2 separate regions of the Mus musculus genome follow, and region 1 is linked to region 2. Evidence: chromatin contacts called from public promoter capture Hi-C data. All regions are on one chromosome and are shown on one strand. Each heading gives the region's core, a stretch centred on a gene start, on an enhancer-like site or on the middle of the called end of the contact. The rest is flanking DNA. Distances are from core to core; before and after follow the strand shown. Region 1 overlaps Secisbp2 (SECIS binding protein 2). Region 2 holds the start of Nol8 (nucleolar protein 8).

Region 1 (3,365 bases), core at 738-3,237, 2.0 Mb after region 2:
CAGTTCAGGGTGGCCTGGAACTCATATCAGTCCTTTTTTTTCCCTTCTCTAGTGACTTGAGTACAGGTGGCATAGGAGCCTTCTGTCTGGTGATTGTTTGTAGCTCTAGGTTGCCATTCAAACCAGTTTCCTAAAACATGGTGAGGGATCTGTGTCCTGTAAATTAACAGGTTTTTGGGGGGTTTTTTTGTTTGTTTTTTTTATATTAAGCTTCTCTCTTTCTCTCTCTCTCTCTCTCTCTCTCTCTCTCTCTCTCTCTCTCTCGGAAGGTTTGCTTTGTCTCAGAGTTTGGGGGTACATCATGGCAGGACAGGCATGGTGGCAGGATGGATAAGTGACTGGTCATGTGTGCTCAGTGAGAACACACAGGAGTGAATGTGTTTCAGAATACTTCAAGCAATTGCTTCCTACATCATTGTACACCCTGTAATCCCTACACTTAGGAGGCAGAGGCATGCAGATCTCTGTGAGCTCGAGGCCAGCCTGGTCTACAGAGTGAGTTACAGGACAGCCAAGGCTACAGCAAGACCCTGCCTCGAACGAGAGAGAGAAAGAAAGAAACAAACAAACCAAACAAAAAGTATTTTAGAAAACTTGTAATAAAAGTTAGACACCATGCTTGGCCAACATGACAGCTGATCCAGCCCCAGCTCTCAGAAGGCAGAACCAGTGGCATAAATGCCTGGTCCAGGTCCGTGAGGCCAGAGGCCTAGTGGGTCACTTTGCATCCTACGGCTGGGACAGCTCTGCTTTGAATGATGCACTTTCTTCTCCATTATGAAGTCTGTGCAAATGGCAAGTGTTACTGTGAGAGTCTAGTCATCTGAATGCTCTTCATACCTCTCTGAATTCTTTTAAATTTCACTTATTTTTTCCAGTTTGTTCTTGGGAATGAACCTGGGCCCAGGCCCTTGTCTGTCGTTCTTCATTTCCACCCTTTGGAGAAGCTGCATTAGTAGATTATTGTATACCATGCTGCAGGCTTCAAAGAAAAAAAACTAAGTTAAGAAAAGATTTTGTTGGTTTTCAAAGTGTACTGGCTGGTTTTGTGCGTCAACCTGGCACAAGCTGGAGTTACCACAGAGAAAGGAGCCTCCCTTGAGGAAATGGCTCCATGAGATCCTGCTGTAAGGCATTTTCTCAATTAATGATCAAGGGTGGGAGAGCCCAGCCCATTGTGGGTGGTGCCATCCCTGGGCTGGTAGTCCTGGGTTGTATAAGAGAGCAAGCTGAGAGCAAGCCAGGGGAAGCAAGCCAGTAAGTAACATCCCTCCATGGCCTCTGCATCAGCTCCTGCTTCCTGACCTGCTTGAGTTCCAGTCCTGACTTCCTTTGGTGATGAACAGCAATGTGAAAATATAAGCTGAATAAACCCTTTCCTTCCTAACTTGCTTCTTGGTCATGATGTTTGTGCAGGAATAGAAACCCTGACTAAGACAAACTGGTACCAGCATAGTGGGGTATTCCTGTGACAACTTGACCATGTTTGAGGAGGACTGTGGAAGGACTTTGGAACTTTGAGCTAGAAGATCCATTGGGATATTCAGAGCTCTGTGGGATGTTGTGTAGGAGCTTGGAAGATAATGTTGAGAACAGGCAGAAGATGGAGGGCTGGCTTGTGAAATTTCAGAGGGAAGATTAAAGACTCTTTTCAGGGCCCTTGCTTTGATTGTGAAGATTCTTCGGTTTTGGTTAGCTGTCCCGGTGTCCGGTCTCCGCAGTCTCCCACCCGCGGCAACAAGAACAACTCGAACACCAAGTCGGGTTCACACAACAGCTTCTTTACTTGTGGCTTTTTCCTTTTACAGTTCTCTTCCCCAGCAGCTTCTTCTTAGGGCAAGGGCTAAAACACTCCTATTACAACAGCTTCTCTTACTCTACTTCTACTCACGGCAAGGGCTAAAACTACTCTCTTCACTACTCTCACCAAGTCACCTCCTTCTAGCTCCACCCCACCTCATCCAATTAGAATTCACACACACGCACGTGTGTGCTCCAGACACGAGCTCAGGTCGTTCACAGATAGGCTGACAGGTCTGGATCACGAGGAACAGTCCAGCCTGGCAGGCAGCCCTCGCATGCAGCTTCACTGCGCATGCTCAGGCAAGGTAGTAAACAAGTGGGTTTCACGGGGCCTGTGGCCGCACCCGCTTCCCGCAATTAGCTGGGGCTGAAGGTTCAGCAGTGATTAACAAGATACCAGAACTACTAAAGTGAACCCTTTGCTTTACTGGGACTTCTCATGCTAGTTAGCTGGAGCTAAGAAATTAGTGGTGATTAAGAAGAGACAGCATCACTGAGGTGAAATCTTCTGGGAAGTGTTTTCTGAGAGCACAGAGGCTGTGTTCCAGAGATAGCCAAGGTTGTACCTCATGCTGCAGCTGGACTTGGAAATGTGTAAGAGTCACCCACATGGTACTGGTTTTGAAGGCTGAAGGGCAGCTGAGGCTCAGCACTGTGAGAGGCCATGGAAGGCCATTTGTGAAGGTGCAGCCTCAGTAGCAATTGATGGCCCAGGACTGAAGGGGTCATGCAAAGGAGTTGAGAGCCTGTGAGAGGCTATTGGTGAAGCCTAGTTGCAGTGGAAGACATCAGTGTTTTGGAGTTGCCAGTACCATGAGATGACCACCAAGAACAGCAACAGCAGTGGAGTACAGGCAGCTGGAGCCTAGAAGACGAGGTATGTGCTACAAAGGGCAGAGCTGGAGAAGTGACCCAAGCCCTTGGAGGAGCCCAGAAGATCCTGAGTGCATCCCAGATATTGGACAGTTTGAGTTTGCTTTTGATTGTGACTGTGCCCTGATATTTTTCTCTCTTGAAGGAAAAAAGAATTTTACTGGAGCCCACAGTTAAGAGACTTTGAATTGTAAAAAGACTTTGACTTTCATAAGAGATTGGATATTTTAAAGGGATTGAAATTTTTTGTTGTTGTTTTTTTGTTTTTTTTTTGTTTTGGTTTTTTTTTTGGTTTTTTTGGTTTTGGTTTTTCGAGACAGGGTTTCTCTGTATAGCCCTGACTGTCCTGAAACTCACTTTGTAGACCAGGCTGGCCTTGAATTCAGAAATCCACCTGCCTCTGCCTCCTGAGTGCTGGGATTAAAGATATGCGCCACCATGCCCAGCAGGGGTTGAAATTTTAATATGTAAATATTTGTAAAGGCTGTGGGACTTTTAAAGTTATTTAGATCTTGGGGATGAATAAGGAAGTAAAGGCTTAATAGTGGGGTGTATGTGTGTGTCAAATTGACCAGAGGCCAGTTATACTGGCTGCTTTTGTGTGTCAACTTGACACAAGCTGGAGTTAACACAGAGAAAGGAGCCTCCCTTGAGGAAATGCCTCCATGAGATCCAGCTGTAAGGCATTT
Region 2 (3,228 bases), core at 379-2,878:
AGCCTGGCAGGCTCCCCAACTCTAATCTTAATGCTTCCAGTCTGTGGGCCATCCCTGAATCAGCAGCAGGCATCTCCATTCTTGCTGTGAAGAGCATGCACAGCTGGAGGCCACACACACATCTCCCTCTTTCTTTCAACAGTTAACAACGTTCTCTTTCTTTAGAATTTGTTTCCTGCACTAAGGTTCTCTGAACCTGTTCCAAATTACACCTAATAAAAAAGGTATTTTTTTTCCATGTTTAAGATACTAAGTTACTGCTAGTTCTAGCCTTCCTTCTCTCTTTGAATGGGCAATGCTTGGGCTTTGGATTTCTCTAGGACCTTAGGCAAGCTATTTAACTATTTAACACTCAGATCAACTACCTTTAAATAAGGCTTAACAATAGTAACTAATCAGAAGACTATCACAGTTTCCTATAGAAGGCATTAGCCATATATACCAATTTGACCATGCTAGGCTGCCCTGCCCTGGGGCTATATACCCCCAACCCTTATGTTTCTAACATAATGCAGAAAAAAAAAAAAAAAAAAAAAAAAAAAAAAAAAAGGTCAGGGCCCCTTAACTACATCGTTAGATGAGTCACAAAAACAAATCCATGAAACCAGAGTAAGGAGGGAATCCCAACTAGACAAGAGCAAGTATGGTGGCTCAGGTAATAACTCCAACACTGTGTGTGGGAGTTGGGGGCTGCGGAATAGAAGACTCTTGAGTTTGAAATCAAATTGAGCCAGTTCCTGACCTACAGAGTAACAATGTCTCCAAACCCAGAAAAACAAAACAAAACAAAACCAGCTATCTAGATGCTGTTCTCCCGAAGGCAAAGACTGCTTAAAGAAAAGCCAGATTTTCCCTTTGATTCTCATCAACTGGGCGAAAACAACCCTTAAGGAAACTATTTTCTGCTGATTATAATCAAGTCATAAGCCCCAAACGCAGCGTTCACACACTCATGAGGTCATCGTTCTCCCAGAACACTGATTCAAGTTCACATTTCAGGACGTCTCCCACCACGTTCTTGAGCATGGGTCTTGGGGGGGTGAGGGAGTCGGAGTCCAGAACTGTCATAAGGTTGAGAGGTCCGCGGGGTGCTACAGGGCATGGGCTGGGAGGGATGGACCCGAGCCACGTACCAGGCTCCGGACGCCTTCTCCCCAGCGTTTTGCAGCATTCTGCACTCTCGCTGCAGCGCTGCGACCTCCGCCTCCAGGGCGCGCAGTTCGCGGGTCTCGGAATCCATGGCTACCGACGTGGAACCCTGAAGGTGAAGTAGCCCGGAGAATGGCAGTCTGGGCGCCTCGGGCAGCCAGGAGACTTCAAGGAGCGCGCGCGCTCCTGGAACGGACCACTCTCGAGCTCACGGGGGGAGAGGCTGCCGGGAGTCGCGCGTCCACGCCCACGGCCTCGGACGACGTTCCCGAGCCTGACGGCCCGCGAAATGTCGCGTCGAGCGTCTAGACACCCCCGCCGCCTCTGCGAGTTGGTTCGTTCCAAATTGCACGTCACCCTCCAACGGCCGCCCATCCCGTCTAACGGCCACTGGGCCAGCCGAGCTCTTACGTCACCGAAGGGGGCGGATTCTCGGAAGCACGAGGAAAGGAGTCTCTTTATTTTGGTTCCGCTTCTTCACTTCCGCCTACTTGAACCGGAAATCAGGAACCACGCGGCGGAGTGTCTTTTCTGTAGGAATTACCGATTTTTATTTTTCTTTCTCACACTCTGTCAGTTTTACAACGTGGAGGAGAACTAACAGAACGTCAGTAAAAGCGAAGGCGGAGGAAATAAAGAGCCCTCTGGAACTGCGGGATAACGGAACCTTAGGAGATTGGGTTGGAAACTTTGTAGGAAGGAAAGGAAAATGCACTTGCCGGCACGTGTTATTAGACGTTAAGTGCTACGCCGGGCTTGAGCTGAGTCGGACAAGCGCCCTGAGGAAGAGTGTTTGCTCGTGAGAAGTGATGGGCTATTGGGCTTAGCCTCTCCTCTCCTTCCTTAGGGGCTTCTCGAAGAGAGAGGGCAGGGCTGGAAGGATGGGGCGGTGGCTACCAAGAAGGGGTACACTGTAGGTTTTTTTCCCAGAGTGCTGGCCTTTGCTTTGGGCTTCTGCCGCTATTTAGTGATCTCGCTTGGAAGGAGACAGCCAACTTTTGAGAAAGGTTTGAGTAAGAGCTGAACATCCGCCGAGAGCTAAACGAGATGGAGCGACCTCTGGAAAACGTTTCCAGCAATCTTGGTAGGACAGTGTTAACAATTCCGGGTTCCAAAATTAGACTTCATTATGATCCTTGCTGTCACCACTACTGTTTTCTAAGTGGCACTGGGAAAAGCCGTAACCGCTCCTACTCCCCTGACCGATGAGATCCACTCAGACTGCTTTGAACAATACAGGCACACAGTGGGGAAACATATTTTAGGTATAACTTAAGTTGCCGTCTTTGTGATTTAACAGCGCTTAGGGGACACTTGTATTTTGCCATACTATTGTAATTGCAGACTTTGTTATGACTGGAGCTCCAGGATGAAGCTATTTTTATCCGTTAGCTTACTATTTTTGCCAGTATATGTTAAGGTAAAAATGTAGAAATGAATGGGGGAGGGCAGTACTTCGAATAAAAAATCAATAAGGATAAGATATAATAGCTGTGGTTGTTTTAGAGAAAACATCTGGGAGAAGATGTGTGGATGTGCTGTACTTAGGTGCAGTTGCAAAGTGTGTTCATTGAGAATGTGGATGGAGGGCCTTTGTAAAATCTCCACTGATAAAATCTGAAAGCAATACATATGAAGAGACATAGCTTCATAAGATGAAGTTGGCACAGAAGTTTCAGGGGAAAGAGTTGTGTTAAATTTCTGGAAAACTATTAAATTGTTTTTCTGTCCAAAATTAACTTTTCCAGATAGATGCCCAACATCCATGCAAGGCAACAGAGAAATGAAGCGCCTCTTTGTGGGTGGACTTGGACAGGGCATTTCTGAGACAGACCTACAAAATCAGTTCGGCAGATTTGGAGAAGTTTCTGACGTGGAGATCATCACTCGGAAAGATGACCAAGGTAAATCTGTAACACGAGGGAGTTAAAAACAGACAAGGTCAATGATATTACAGGAGAAGCAACCCCAGAGCTGAATGTTAGCGCTAAACATCATATATGGCTTCCTGGATTATTTCATATGAAAATTAATTTTGAAACCAGAAAAAGTATAAAACATTTGAATTTCTAAAACATC

Evidence for each region. Promoter capture Hi-C pulls out the DNA fragments that hold promoters and counts their contacts.
Region 1: a contact with region 2 is called in a promoter capture Hi-C map of embryonic stem cells, with 4 times the contacts expected there. The contact joins the enhancer-like site here to the promoter of Nol8 in region 2. A contact is called at or near these places in 5 of 39 promoter capture datasets (cranial neural crest, embryonic stem cells, liver and 1 more), 1 of 484 Hi-C or Micro-C datasets (embryonic stem cells) and 1 of 115 datasets of contacts at active chromatin or transcription factors (embryonic stem cells).

What each region holds. Positions count from the first base shown.
Region 1 is chr13:51,666,359-51,669,723 of GRCm38.p6, forward strand. The region is part of intron 7 of Secisbp2 (SECIS binding protein 2); the gene reads left to right. Among named protein-coding and RNA genes, the nearest start is that of Secisbp2, 16 kb to the left of the region's middle. Within about 2 kb of position 1,988, at least 9 of the 459 cell types and tissues checked have an H3K27ac peak or open chromatin away from gene starts, as enhancers often do. A contact at or near this core is called in embryonic stem cells, where this site is marked.
Region 2 is chr13:49,651,450-49,654,677 of GRCm38.p6, forward strand. Nol8 (nucleolar protein 8) reads left to right here and starts at 1,629. Exons shown (of 17, transcript NM_001271397.1): 1 at 1,629-2,233; 2 at 2,898-3,053. The coding sequence starts at 2,197. Cenpp (centromere protein P) reads right to left here and starts at 1,282. Exons shown (of 8, transcript NM_025495.3): 1 at 1,134-1,282. The coding sequence starts at 1,240.